Regions from separate parts of the Sus scrofa genome. Here region 1 is linked to region 2. A link is a contact called in public HiChIP or PLAC-seq data. All regions are on one chromosome and are shown on one strand. The core of a region is the stretch at or near the end of the contact, and the rest is flanking DNA. Distances in the headings are between cores, read along the strand shown. Region 1 holds the start of RPL27A (60S ribosomal protein L27a). Region 2 holds the start of SCUBE2 (signal peptide, CUB and EGF-like domain-containing protein 2).

Region 1 (3,896 bases), core at 195-2,694, 320 kb before region 2:
CTCCGTGCTGGACACCGGGGGTGACCTTTCCTTGCCCACGCTCTGCCCGGCTCACCTCCTCGGGGCCGTGTCCAGGGAGCTCCGCTCACCGCTCGCGCACGCACGGGCCGCTCCTGATGCCGGATGGAGGGTGACCTCTTCTCAGGCCTTGCCCCCGACGCCCCAGGCCCCTCTTTCTGCTGGCGACAGGCAGCATGGGACGAAGGGCTCCAGGCCCGATGAAGGCCCCAGCACTGTGAGGTCAGAGGGCGTGTGGTCACTGAGGAAAGGGCAGGAGACCTGGAGGGACAGAGACCAGGCCCGGCTCTGTCTCAGCAGCCCTGGCGCCTGGCAGCCAGGCAACCTGCTGGGCCTCGGTGCCCTGCACCCGGGGCTGGGGGTGCGGACCCCTGAGGCACATGCACTCTGGAAACTGCAGCCTGTGTTCGGCTATTATAGCTGGGCACTGGGAGGGGATAAGGTGGGTCTCTGAAGAAGGAGAGGAAGCTTCAGGACCTCCGGTCAGGAGGGGGAGTATAGCTGGCATGAGAAACAGGACCTCACAGGAGGAAGGGCAGCAGGGATGGCTCAAGTTTGGCTGCAGTAGAAAACCTGTGTCGGAAAGTGGAGGGGAGTCTGCGCTGTTCTCTGGGGCCAGCTGGGGCTCCTGAACTTGTTGATGAAGTAAGTGAAAGCATGAGAGTCGTGGCTGGGGAAGATGAACCTGGCAGAGGCGTGAAGGACGGAGGGGCTGGAGGGGGGAGTGCAGGCAGGGTGATCACAGGAGGGCGCTGAACCCCAGAGAAGCGATGTGAGAAGGGCCTTCACGAAGGAGTGCCAGGAGGGCTAAAAAAGGACTTGGTGACAGCGTGTCAGAGAAAAGGATGCTCAGGATAATTTTTTCCGTCTCCCTGACATCCCTCGGAATGTCGGAGGGAAACTAGCCCGTAATTAAGTGAATACGACTGTGGAGTCAGCAACACAGATGAAGACGGAAGCCACCCAAGATGAGCTCGCCGGAGAGACGGCATCCTACGAAACCTTAACAGGGGCAAGCACAGACGGCTGAAGAATACCAACAGTTAAACGGTGGACAAAGGCAGAAGAACCTGAAAGGAAGACTGGTAGGAAGAATGCAAGAGGTGCTCTAGAAAAAGAAGTCAAATGGGTTAAGACAGAGTACAAGTGCTATGGAGAAGAGTCCATGCAGTTTGGAGTTTGGTTAATTGATGACTTTGGTAGGAGCACTTTAATTACAATAATGGGACTGAGGGCTAGACTGTGATGGATTAAAGGATGAACAGGAAACTAGCAAATGCACAGGATTTGTTGACTGCTCTTTGGGTGAACTTGGCTGAAAAGGAAGGAGCAAGGGTAGGAAAGAGAGACAGGGAGAATTTAGGATATTTTAGCTAAGCAGTATTTTAGCTTTACAGAACATGGCACAGAAACCACACACACACACACAGACTAACTGATGGACTGTGATCCTGAACACTGGTTGAGACTTAACACGGGAAGGGTGCCCCCTCCACTTTAGTTAACGATCATTTGTTGAACATGTACTACATGCCGGGAGCTGGGAGTACATGGATAAAAAGAAAATAATCCTCCAGTCTTTGAGGAGTTTGGTCCAGCAGGAAAGACAAACGCAGATCAAGATTCTCTAAGAGCCACGCCCTAGATTTTTGAGGAGGCCCAGTGGGGGCATGTGAGCAACCGTGACCGGATGGGTCAGTTTTCCAAGAGGGGACGCTCACTTTGGGTCCAGACTGAGCGGGGGTTCTCTGTCCAGAAGAGGAGGGGCTCACAGGCGCGCCCAGTAGGTGCCAGTGAAAATTACAAGAGAGCGGCGGAAAATCTACAGGGTCTGGAGAGTACAGGACCTTAACGCGAGCAAGCGCAGAGGTCCCTGAACTGAGGCTGTTCAAAGCGAGGACAAGGCCAGGACCAGGCACAAGGGCGAAGGAGCGAGGAAGACCGAGAGCGTGGGCGCGCAGGCCCGGGAAGGTGGGCGAGACATCAAAAACGGAGCCTAAAAGGACCAGAGCGAGGCTAACGAACCCGACTGGCGTCCGTGAGGACGCGGGTTCGGCCCTGGGCCCGCTCAGCGGGTTAAAGGCCGGCCTTGCTGCGGCCGTGGTGCAGGCTGGCGGCCACAGCTCCGACTACCCCTGACCTGGGACGCTCCATACGCCGCGGGGTGAGGACCCGGTGGGCACCGAAGGCCAAAAGTGGCTCCTCACGCGGCCAGGGGACAAGCCAAGCGGCCGCTACGCCCGGCCCGAGCCAGCCACCAAAACCAGAGCGAGACCCGCGGGACTGCTCAGGGCTGCGGCGGTCGGCGGGGAGCTGAGACCGGCGGCCCCGGCGGCTTTCCCGCCCGCGGCGCGCACCGCAGCCCTCAAGCCCCGCCCCCGGCGGCAGAGCTCAGCCTGCGAGCGCCAGCGCACTCACTGCACCGCGCAGGGCTCCCGGCCCCGCCGCCGCCCCCGGAACAGCTCTGCGATGGCGAGCTCAACCCCCGGATGCGAAAACGGCAAGACCTGTAATCGCGCGAGATCCGCGCCCTCGCAGGCCCCGCCCCCCGAGCCGGAAGTGAGGCGTGGGCTCCGCCCCTGGGCCCGATAGCTCGCGAGACTTTGCCGAGGCCTTCCTCTTGCGTCGCGGCCGCCGACATGGTAGGTGATTGTCCTGGTCCGCCCGTGTGGTTGCTACCCTAGGCCGCGAGCTTTGCTCACCTGCTCCCCCAGCCACCTGCTCCCGCCTTTGGCCTCATCCTCCAGGCCGCTCACGTCCGGCCGCCGGCCGGGGCGGCCGGGACGGGGCGGGGAGCCTGGGGCCGCGTGTTCTTCCCGGAGTCCGGATTCCTGAGACACGCGGACCCGGGCGCCTCCCTGATGAGAACCAGGCGGTGATCAGCCTGGTTCAGCTTCGCTGAAGGCGCCGCAGAGCAGACCCCCGCCCCAGCCCCTTCCCAGGCTGGCAAGCGTGGCCCCCGCCCCACCTCCCAGGGCCTCACCCCGGGCACCTTTTCCCACACAGCCGTCCAGACTAAGGAAGACCCGGAAACTCCGCGGCCACGTGAGCCACGGCCACGGCCGCATCGGTAAGTGCCGGTTTCCCGTCCTGGCCGGCCTCGGGCTGTCCCCGGCAGATGAGCTTAGAGAGGTGGGTGAAGCTTTGTGCGGTGGAGCCCGTCGAACTTGATCGTTAGCCGTTGGCCTTTTCTCTGAAAACCCTCCGCTTTGAGAGGATTTGATATCATTTGGGGGCCTGCAGATTGAGCGGGGCTCAGTCTTGAATTGGTTGAAGGCCAGTTATTACCGCGTTAGTGTTGCGACGGGAAGCCTTGCTTCGCAGTGTTTAGCCTGGAGCCTAGAGGGATAGTGTTGCCGGTTGCTAACAGCCTAAGCAAAGGCACAGAAGCACGGGCGCGCTTTTGCAAGCGCTCGGAGGAGACCGTTGGCCATGTAGCTGTGTGCTCCTGCAGGCAAACACCGGAAGCACCCAGGAGGCCGGGGCAATGCGGGTGGCATGCATCACCACAGGATCAACTTCGACAAATAGTGAGTGTTGTCAGCGTGTGCTTTCACGGTACTGAAAACCGCGGGTGTCGGGGCAGAGGGTGGCTGGGAACGTCTCTGATGGGAAGCAAGCTTTTGACTACTTGCAAAACTTGCTTGTTGTTGGCTTTTTGTCCTGTGGACATTTCATGGGAACTGAGAGCTCGAGGCTAGAGTCACGCTTGGGTATCCGCTGTTGCCTCAGTGTGCTAGAGTCCTCGAAGAGTAACCGCTGAGCTTATTCACTGGCTGCGCCCCCTGTGGCATAGCCAGTCACCAGGTTAGTGACATGCATTGAATTGACTTACACAACTGTTAGATCCACGTAGGCCTGCAAGTTAATGGGATAGT
Region 2 (4,344 bases), core at 1,764-4,263:
GCTCACGGCAACACCATATCCTTAAACCACTCGGGGGGCGAGGGATCGAACCTGCGTCCTCATGGATACTAGTCTGGCTTGTTACCACAGAGCCAGGACAGGAACTCCAATCATTAATTATTTTAAACTAAATAGTAGACTTTTCATTCTAAACTGTTAGCAATTCAATTTCACTTGTGTTAAGTCAAACCCAACAGCTAAGACTAACCAAACTTGCCACCTGTTTTTTTGGGTTTTTTGCCTTTTTGTCTTTTCTAGAGCCACTCCCGTGGCATACAGAGGTTCCCAGACTAGGGGTCTAATCAGAGCTGTCGCCGCCAGTTTACACCACAGCCACAGCAACACGGGATCCGAGCCGCAGCTGCGACCTACACCACAGCTCACGGCAATGCCAGATCCTTAACGCACTGAGCAAGGCCAGGAGTCGAACCCGAAACCTCAGGGTTCCTGGTCGGATTCGTTAACCACTGCGCCACCACGGGAGCTCCTCAACTTGCCACCTGTCATTCAATATTATTCACTAACTATGTACTTTACCCCAAAGAGGCCGTGGCTTGGTGTTCTCCCCCGAGAGCGTGCAGTGACTGGAGGTGACAAAGGGAACTCTGTTTTCCCCGAGCAGGGTCCCCACCTGTGCGAATCCCAGCACCGAGAGCGGAGCCTTCGACACGGTCAGGGGGCGGCACGGAGGGACTGGCAGAGACACGGCTCTGAGAGAGGGAGCCCTTTGGCCTCGCAAGATGCCGAGCAGACGAACCTGACCGGGAACCTGAGCGGGACACGCCTCCCCGGAGGGGAGAGGAAGCTTTGCTCCTGGTGCACAAAGGAGACTGCAGACACGAGGATTCCTCACCCCACCAAAGGGGGGCCCGGGAGACGGAGGGAATGGGAGACGCGGGGCTGGGGACCGAGCTAGGCTGGGATCTGACCTTCTTTCGCCCGCAGGCCACCTGTGCGAGCGTGCCCACAAAGCCTTTCCCAATCCCTGCGCGCCTCCGTGTCCCCATCGGTCGAATGAGAGATGGGACTGGCTCAGAGCGCCCCGGAGAGCCCTGCCAGCTCCCACATCCACGGGTTCCATGCCCCCGAGCAGCCCCTCCTATGAGAGTCCAGCCTGTGGCCCGTTCTCAACCTCAGAGTTCCTGAGAGGGGGCCGACCCCCAGGGGCCCAGAGCACAAAACGGCCGAGTCCAGACTTGAGGATCTCAGACCTGGAGCCCCAAGGACTGAAAACATCCCTCTGCACACGTCTTTCCAGGGCAAACCTGCAGCTCCAAATGAGGCAGGTTCTTGGCGTCGGTCCAAAGCCTGGCAGGTCACAATGCCAAACTGGAAAAGTCATGGAAAGACAGCCGCCGGAGCCTCACGCGAGAGCAGGCCCTGGCACTCCAGCTCCGGAGTGAAAGTGCCAGCTGCCTCAGGGAGGCGCCAGGCCAGCCTTGCTCTGGTGGCATGGCTCTCCCGACCAACAAGGCTGCTGACCTTCTGCCCCCTAAGCTGAGTGACTCGGGACCAAAAGATACGAACGTGCCTTTCGTTGTTGTTGTTGCTTTTAGAAGCTAGACAAAAGGACAATGCAGAAGCAGATAAAACAGTATGACCAGCCCTCAGGAAGACCCGATGTTCCCTGTCTCTTAAGGATCTGAAATGCGCTGCAGGGAGGGGCTGATGTGCTGGGGGGGGGCAGAGCAGCACTTTCACCAACATGAGCGGCCAGTGCAAGAGCTAAGGAAGCTTCCGCCGCTGGCGCCCCTCTGCTGGTCCCCAAGTCACTTACCCTCACACCGCCTGCCCTCCCCCTGGTAGCCAGGCCCACAGGAGCACTTGTGGGAGGTGGGTGTGTTCTGACACAGGGCATTGGTGTGGCAATCGTCCACCCCCTGGGCATACCCGTCCACATCTGCAAAACAGCACGGCAGCTCCTGGTAGGGTGTCCTAAGCCCTGGGTGGCCTGGCCCTGACCCCTTCCTGGCAACACCAGCTAAACCGCTTGGGAGCTCCTGGGATGAGCCTCCAGGCCCGGTTTCCAGGCACACCCTGCGCCCTCTGCCCAGGGTGCCCTCTGCCTGGGATGCCCTCTACAATGGCCTTCAGGACTCTGCTCAGACCCACCTCACCTAGGAAGCCTGTCATGACCCGGGAGTGTCAGAAGGCGACCCCTAAGATGTGTCACATATCACACCACCACTTTTCCTGCCTGTCTCCTGGGCTAGACGGCGTCCCGGGACCACAGCGCGGATCTGAGTCCCTGCGGCCTAGGCCAGCGCCTGGCACGTGAGCAGGCGGGGCAAGGGCCCGGCGGGGGAGAGTTGGAGCGGGCACAAGCGCTCTGAGAACAGAGCCGCTCTGCCAGCTTCCTCCGGGTTGGGGTCTGAGGCAACCCTCTGGCTCTGGGCTGGCACACACCCCAGACGCGCCGGGCCCCGGGAGAAGCGCTTCCCGGGCTGAGAGCGCTCCGGGGGCTCCTTCAAAACAAAAGCGTTTTGAAAGTATTTTGATTCCAGTTTGGGTGCAGAACGGGGTCTCGGCCTGTCAAACAGCGGCTGTTGCGCAGGGAGAAAACTCCCCGGGGCGGACGCGAGGCCCGCGGGCCACCTCTGGGCCGCGATGCCGGGGGCGCAGCTGCCTGGACCTCGCGCGGGCCGCGGCCGAGCCCTCGGTTCCCCGCCTCCGCCCGCGGCCGCCCGGCCCGCTCCCCGCGCAGACCGCTAGCGCGCCGGGGGCACGGCCATCGGGGCCGGGGCCGAGGCCGGCCGTGTCCCCAGGCCCCGGGCCTCAAGCCCGTGCGGGGGCGCCGCCTCGGCCCGGCCTGCGGGAGAGCCCCGGGCGAGCAGGACACGCGGAACCCTGCCGCCGCCCCCGCCCCGCGCCAGGTGCGCCCCGCGGCGGGACACTCACCCTCCTCCGGCGGCCCGGGGCCGGCCGCCCGCAGCAGCAGCAGCAGCGGCAGCGACAGCAGCAGCGGCAGCAGCGCCCGCGCCGCGCCCCCGCGGCGGCGGCCTGCGCCCCCCATGGCCCGCGCGGCGGCCCGGAGAAGAGGCGGCGGCGGCGCGGAGAGGTGAGGGCGGCCTGCCGGCCCCCCGCCCCCGCCCCCGCTTCGCACGGACCTCCCCCGCGCCCTCCCGCCCCCGCTCGGCCGAGGGGCGCGGCCGCGGGGCCCGGGCGGGGGCGGGCTCGCCGGGTGCCCCGGGCCCTCGCGCAGGCCCCGCAGCCTGCCGCGCCCCGGGCCCTCGCCCAACCTGTGCGGGGTCCTCCGGCTTGGCCCGGCTCCTCTCGGGAGGACAAACGGCGCTTCTGGCCTGAAGTAGGCGGACACGGGGAGCCCAGCAAGTGTCCTAGAGTCCCCAGATCCCAAAGCCACCTGCAAGGCTTACCTGCCTTTAGTGTGGATGGAATGAGAGCGACCGCAGACTTCAGAGTTGCTTCTCTGCTCCCCTGGCACACCCTGTCTGCCCCTTCCCCATCCTGCCCATCCCAGGCCCCCTTGCACCCCCTGCCCCCCAGTCCTCCCAGGACGGCAGTCCTCTTGTCCTAGCCTGGGGTTCGATGTCTCTTCAGAGCAGCCTAAAAGGCGAAGGGAAAGGAAGCGGGAGGTCGAGGGTGAGGCACCAGGGACAGGAGACCACCCCACTTTGCCTGGGGCACAGGTGGCACAGGTGGCACCAGCTGGACTTGTAAACCTCAGGTCAGCCCAGCTGCAGATACCGGCAGCCACCTGGGTCTGCGAGCAAGGCACCTTTACAAGGAAACACACCTACACAGGGGCACAGGTGACCAGAGCCGCCCCCCCAACCCCCAGCATCAGCCTCTCCCCAGGTAGCAGCAATTCCAAGGTGCGACAATCCACCGTACTCAGGGGTTTGCCTGTGCTTTGAGCTTCTCTGCATTTATTAAATTTTCCCTATGACTAGGTACATCCATACAGGTGTGTGTGTGTGTGTGTATACATTCCTTTGATAATCAGAAAAAAATAAACATCACAAAAAATCCCCACCGAGCTCAGGCACAAAACCTTATCTTCCTGGGGTCCACCGCCCTCCCCGGGCCCCCAGCCCCCTGCCCTCTCCGCTGCTGCCCCGCGGGGCTGGGACTGCCTCTTCGGGTCTTCATTGCTAGCGCCGCTGCTGTCTGCTGGAGAATCTGAGAAAATAAGAACTTTGCTGTGGTTGGTTTGTTTTTGTTTTTGTTTTGACCTCTTCATCCCCAGCGAAGGCAGGCAGGTTTTTTCTTTCCCTCCTCACTCTCGCCCCCTTTTGTTTGGTGCCAAGAGACACTCAGCTATTTCTAGTCCTAAGGGTGGTTTTACACATTTGTAAATCTTCACTAGGTGAACGGTTCTCTCCG

Evidence for each region. HiChIP or PLAC-seq counts read pairs in DNA pulled down with a chosen protein or histone mark.
Region 1: a contact with region 2 is called in an H3K27ac HiChIP or PLAC-seq map of skeletal muscle, with 2.4 times the contacts expected there. The contact joins the promoter of RPL27A here to the promoter of SCUBE2 in region 2. A contact is called at or near these places in 1 of 47 Hi-C or Micro-C datasets (embryonic fibroblasts) and 1 of 2 datasets of contacts at active chromatin or transcription factors (skeletal muscle).

The regions. Positions count from the first base shown.
Region 1 is chr9:709,958-713,853 of Sscrofa11.1, reverse strand. RPL27A (60S ribosomal protein L27a) reads left to right here and starts at 1,444. Exons shown (of 5, transcript XM_003482496.4): 1 at 1,444-2,660; 2 at 3,025-3,088; 3 at 3,473-3,548. The coding sequence starts at 2,658. TRIM66 (tripartite motif-containing protein 66) reads right to left here and starts at 2,283. Exons shown (of 23, transcript XM_021062260.1): 1 at 2,159-2,283; 2 at 56-279. The coding sequence starts at 2,172.
Region 2 is chr9:388,475-392,818 of Sscrofa11.1, reverse strand. SCUBE2 (signal peptide, CUB and EGF-like domain-containing protein 2) reads right to left here and starts at 3,013. Exons shown (of 21, transcript XM_021062256.1): 1 at 2,899-3,013; 2 at 1,778-1,900. The coding sequence starts at 3,013.